Regions from separate parts of the Rattus norvegicus genome. Here region 1 is linked to region 2. The links are chromatin contacts, called in public Hi-C maps. All regions are on one chromosome and are shown on one strand. The core of a region is the stretch at or near the end of the contact, and the rest is flanking DNA. Distances in the headings are between cores, read along the strand shown.

What was found. A called contact is a pair of places that touch in the nucleus more often than the background predicts.
Region 1: a contact with region 2 is called in a Hi-C map of psoas muscle, with 2.5 times the contacts expected there. The contact joins the promoter of Angpt1 here to the enhancer-like site in region 2.

Annotation. Positions count from the first base shown.
Region 1 is chr7:75,667,392-75,670,217 of GRCr8, forward strand. It overlaps Angpt1 (angiopoietin 1), which reads right to left and starts at 1,305. Exons shown (of 9, transcript NM_053546.2): 1 at 718-1,305. The coding sequence starts at 1,014. It overlaps LOC102547184 (a long non-coding RNA gene), which reads left to right and starts at 958. Exons shown (of 4, transcript XR_005487102.2): 1 at 958-1,095; 2 at 1,859-2,033.
Region 2 is chr7:75,354,632-75,357,558 of GRCr8, forward strand. No RefSeq gene overlaps it. Among named protein-coding and RNA genes, the nearest start is that of Angpt1, 310 kb to the right of the region's middle. Within about 2 kb of position 1,405, at least 5 of the 93 cell types and tissues checked have an H3K27ac peak or open chromatin away from gene starts, as enhancers often do.

The DNA of each region.
Region 1 (2,826 bases), core at 55-2,554, 310 kb after region 2:
GGAAGCAATGCTTGTCAAGAATTACCACAGCCTTCTCGTGTTCAGCCCAATCTGCAGGTGCACACAGGAGACTTTATGGGCTGAATTTCTATCCTTAATGTGAGCAAAAGCCCTTCCCTACAATTTTCCCATCAGAAGCTATTTTCTTGATTTCAGATGTCAGTCCTCATATATCACTTGTGAAGTTAAGTCCCTTTAACTTACAAATACATTTTTTCTAAACAAATGCAATATGAGTACTTCATACTTATTCTCATTTAATATTATTAAAGTTGGGGGTAAGCATTTTATGAAGATTTCCCATGGCAACTCACAAAACTCCTTGCTGTACATTCCATTTAAACTTCCGTATATATCACCATTATGATTTTTTTTTACACCAAGTTGCCCAAGAAGTGCGAGCTTTCTTTTTCAAAATTGGACTTTGACAGTCAGAATGCTCAAAATAAACTTTAGGGGGGAAAAAAGCAGGGTTGGCATAAAATTTGCCAGTGTTAGAAGCACATTTAGGAAGTCACAGGATCAGAGGTTCCCACAAGCCCAGGACCCCTGGCTTACCCAGGAAGTTGAGCCCAGAGAAGAGAGCCCTTTTCTTTTGCAAACACTGCCCCCCGGAGCAAAAGGTAAACACAAATGCCCCCTGCGGAACTCTGAGCTCGCTGCAGAGGGGGAGCCGGGAAGGCTCAGAGCAATTAGAAACCGAAAGCGATCACTTACTTTTTGCAGCCACTGAGTATAATTTTCCATCACATGCTCCAGATGCTGAAGTTTCTGGGAAGAGAAATCCGTCTCCACGTGTGGAGCATCCCTTTGCAGAGCGTTGGTGTTGTACTGCTCTGTCGCACTCTCACGGCAGTTCCCGTCGTGTTCTGGAAGAATGAAAGTGTAGGCACATTGCCCATGTTGAATTCGGTTATATCTTCTCCCTCCGTTTTCTGGACTCCGGCGCTGGTTGCTGCACCCTATGTGAGTCAGAATGGCAGCGAAGAATGCAAAGGAAAGGAAAACTGTCATTGTACTGCCAGCACTCGCCTTCCGTGCCTCCTGCAAAGCTTGCTCCTCTCTTCTGACCTTTAAACTAGTTCTTTATTTCAGGTAAAACTGCTTGTTTGACGCTCTCCCCGTTAAAGAAAGCATTTGAAGAAGATCCACAGAAAACTAGCCATTTGTTAGCTTTGTTCTAAAACGCGTTACTTAAAAAAATTACTGTAATGATAGTTTCCTTCGTTAAAACTTGAGATATTTATTGCAATAGTAGCTTAGATTTATTGTTTCCTCTCTGTGTAACCGTTCAGCGTGGAGCCTGCCCGAGTCAGCTGCAAGTACATATTCTAGTCCCTTTCCTCTACCCTATCTGCAGCAGATCTGCTATTTTCTCCCAGACCTCAGTGAGTTTTATTAAGGTTGCACATCCAAGCCAAGCTGGAAGCAGGCAGCCTTCACAAGATGACTTGACAGGAATGCATGAGTGTGCCCCTATGCTAAGGATTGCTGATGGCTTTGGGCGGCGGATCGGCTTACAAATTGGCTAGATGCGCATGACCTCGATCATGTATGGGCCTCCCGCCCCCTTCCGCAGACAATTGCCTTGAGCCCTTAGCAGATGCACGGAAAATCAATAAACAGAGCAGTCCACCTTAATACGTCTGGGTGTGCTTGCTGACCTACTAAAATCTAGCAAGCTAGAAATGGGGTTTCAAAGTGACTGTTTAATTGGGAAACCCTAATTTGACACAATCTCCAATGGATTATTTTTTTTATAATTCAATAAAATTATTAAATTAAGTTTTTTTTTACTTTGGGAAAAACATTTAAAAACTATTTTTAGAAATGGCATTCTTCCTTTGTATTTACATAGGCTTTACAGAGGAGAAGAAAAGAATCAAAGGATCAAATTATCAAGGAAATTACCATAATTTGTCACTCACAGCAACATATCACGTGCATACTAAGTAGTATTTTGAAAGCACCTTTTGGGATATGGATTTTAAATGAAGCTGGTTTCTTGGTCAGAATGCAGCTGTTCACATTCTGTGAGTATAAATTGAGCAACTTCCCTGCAACAACAATGTGGTTACAGTTTAAGACAGTGGCCTGAGAATTATTAATTCCTGTGGTACATGCTAATCATATATTTCACAAGAACCTCTGGCATTGCTATGGCTGTCCTTAACACGGGTATGGAAATTCCACACCAATCCTCTGTGGCTGCAGAGGCAAACTGTCTGAGAACAAGCATGTATCAGGTGTGCCAATGGCTTATACAAGAGAAACCTCTGTGGTTTTATTAAAGGAAGAAAAACTTGTGATCGGAAGGTGCTTTCCTAAGTCCAGAATATAAATATTTGAATAAAGATACAGACAAATACAAGGACCCGGAGATGGTTACGGAATTTAGGATGGCATCAGGATATATGTGCACAGGATGTGTGTACATGCAGGGTTTTCATTAGGAACTTCGTGGGCTTTGGGAGCAAAAGAGCCTCTCCTCTCAGGCATGTGTACAAACAGAAGCCACAGTGTGACTCTTGAGTCCTGGAATGGGAGTAGAGCAGTGGGGGAGGGGCAAAGGTGGTTACAGATGCATCTTTAGGGAAAAGAGAGAAGGTCAAAACTGACTCCGGGAAGGTGGTGGTTTGCTTATGGTAAACGAACAGTGATGAGATTCATCGGTTGTTTCCACACCAAATGACATGTTTCTGAGCAGGCCGATACATTTTGCCAAACACGGGAGTAAAATTCTCTGACGCCCATAAGAGACTGGTGTTACTACAAGAGTCAGGGGCAGAGTGCTCTTAAGCAGCCACTATACTGCTTGAGACTTTG
Region 2 (2,927 bases), core at 155-2,654:
CTGGAAAAACTTTGGCAAACTTCTTAGAACTGTCTTCTGTCTTACTCCAAGATAGTTCCTTAGTTCAAATGAGGTTACCAACCATGATAGCTCATAACATTTGCCTTGAATAACCAAATATTACCTTTTCTCTGTATATTGTCAACATTGTTGAAATTTAAGACAGGTCAAATATATTATATTAGATAAAAGAAAAAAATTATTGCCAGTGTACTAAACTGAACGTTGTGGTATAAACAGCCACATTTTTGAGAGGGCCATGGTAATCAAAAGATGAGAAAAGAGAGATTTCTCACAATTGCTTTTGCTTGTCATTACATCGGTGATGAAAAACATTGGGCAGTTTTAAAATAAAAAGAACTTAGTCAGTGAGAATATTTCTACTATTAGAAAAAAAATCCAACAATAAGCAGCTATTCCTATTTAATTGCCGTATATATACTGGAGCACTTCAGCATGAAAAATGATTTCCTACTCTTCATGCTTTCCCACAATATCTCTTTTTCTATCTTGTTCTATACAAATCTCACAAAATGTCCTATTCTCATGACACTAGTGAACTATAAGCTCTTTGAGGATAAGTAAGTAAATGTCTGCATAGGACTTACTGTGGTACTCTGCAAAGTGTATAATTCATTGATTTAAACATTGTTTCATACATATTCTATGCATGCCAGAGTTCCTCATGTTTTAGGATGTATTCAAAGATTTTTTTATCCTATACACAAGTAATATCTCTTGATTTTGTAGCAGAAGTTTTCCTTTTTGGGGGTTCTGGAAACGCCTCAATCTTTGACCACATGTAGGCAAAATTACAAATAATAATAGGAAAGTTAGTCCCAGGTCTACAGCAATGTATGCCTTCTTACTCAATCTGTTTCTTTCTTTCTTTTGCAGATTGCTTGTTAATATCTTTCTAGTTTTTTTTACTTTATGTTGAATAGATGCAGACATTAGAAATATTTTTTATTTCCCTTGCAAGATACCAAGTAATTGCCATTTTGCATTAATGTACAAAGTTAAAGAATTTATTCTAACTCTCTGTGAATGTATTTTGACTAGTAACTTTGCCGAAGGAAAACATCTGTGGCTTGAAAACCAAATTGGGCATGTCTTTTTTTAAAGTCCAGAGCAATTTCACTTAGTGCCCGAATTCTTTCTTTGCATAGTTAAACAGTAAGCCACTGAGCTTTTGTTTTGAAAAGCTCCAAACACTTGAACTACTGTGGTGAGAGAGAGAACGAACACACACACACACACACACACACACACACACACACACACACACACACACACTGATTTTCATAAAACCTAAGAAGACAAAAGATTAGCCCAGACTGTTATGGTCTATGTAATGCTGGAAAGAAAATAGAAAATTTCACAATTTTAAGAAATGGACACTCCTACTGCTTTAACCCCCATGAGCCACGTCTGCCCTCAATAAAGCACAGGGCTGTTTTTAATGGAGAAGCCCAGTTCTGTTCACCAGCTATGCCGTCTCAGAAACTAAGTCTTCAAAGTTTGGGGAAAAGATTCCTTCGTTGTTCTGTGTTGTATGATGTATGAATGCTTCTGTTTCTGAGGCTCCTTCAACAATAATTAGTTCCCTCATCAATTTCTCTTCCCGTGCTCAATTGACAAACAAGTGCCACATGGGCAGAATGTCTGCATTCTCGGCTCTACAGAATTTGGGGGCATTTTTTTCCTGTAGGCTTCACAATAGAAATCCTCCCAGGAGGGTAATAAGTGGATGTGTGGTAATACAAGCCATGTGGGCCAGCCAACAGTGGAGTGTTACATCTTGGAACAGACCTCTCCGCTTAGTGATTAGCAGGTGTGATGCAAGAAGCCTTGGACTCAGCTCAACCTAAGTCCAGGGCCTGTTTCTGCTTTGTTCCCAGTCTCAGTATTAAGTTCTTAGGAAACTTATCATGTATCGATATGTTTCTATGCTCTTAGAAATGAAGTACCTAGGAAAGCCTACTGCAAATCTTTGTACCAGGCACAATTTTTCTGATTTTTTTCTTAAAAGTTTGCATATAAAACTATTTGTCTCAAGATCTACATCTAAGTTATTGTTTTCCTTATATCAAATAACAACATAGCTGATGATTATTGGTTAATCAGATCAATTCTGAGTCACTTTCTTGAGAGTGGGCTATTTTTCTCCCCAAGTGCTTGCACTTGGACACTGCCCTTCCAGGTAGCCTCTTACAAAGGCTCAGAAAAAGAAGTAGAGGGTGTCTTAATAATGCCAATCCACGTCATGGTCTCTTGCATGATGGTGAAAGAGGAAGAGAGCTGGTGAGGATCCCAGATTGCAATGCGGTCTCTTCGCTCGGACAGCAGTTTTATAATACTACCCACATCCTTGGTGTCTGGATTTGAGCAGCAGAGGAAAAGAACCCACATTGTTTCTACTGTTCTGAGAAACGAGGCACAGGCTAATGGCACATGAGGTGAAGAAAATATAAGAAGCTCTGAGCATCAGGGCATGCAAAGTAAAAGAAAAGGCACTCACGATCTGAAGTCAGGACTTAGGGATGGGGAAGATGGAGGAGGGGGAGGTGTAGGGCTGTTGACTTTCCAGGGGACAAAGTGAAAGCATTTGAAGACACAGAAGCAAAACAATAATATATGTTTGCACATGGTAAAGTTATGTCTGTTTTTCATGTCCCATGTAGCTAGCATGATGTTACTTACATGACCATGGAGAGAGTCACTCTCCAGGCTACAGATACTAAAATTCATAATAGGGAATGTCTGTAATTAGAGAACTGACAGAAGACAGCTTTTGTGCAGGTCCATGTCCATGGGCATGTTTATGTGCATGTCCCAATTAAAAGCTGAACTGGTGCTTGGTATAGTAAGGCTCACATATTAAACACATTGTAGAAAACATTCGGTTTTGATTATGAGGGTTTGAT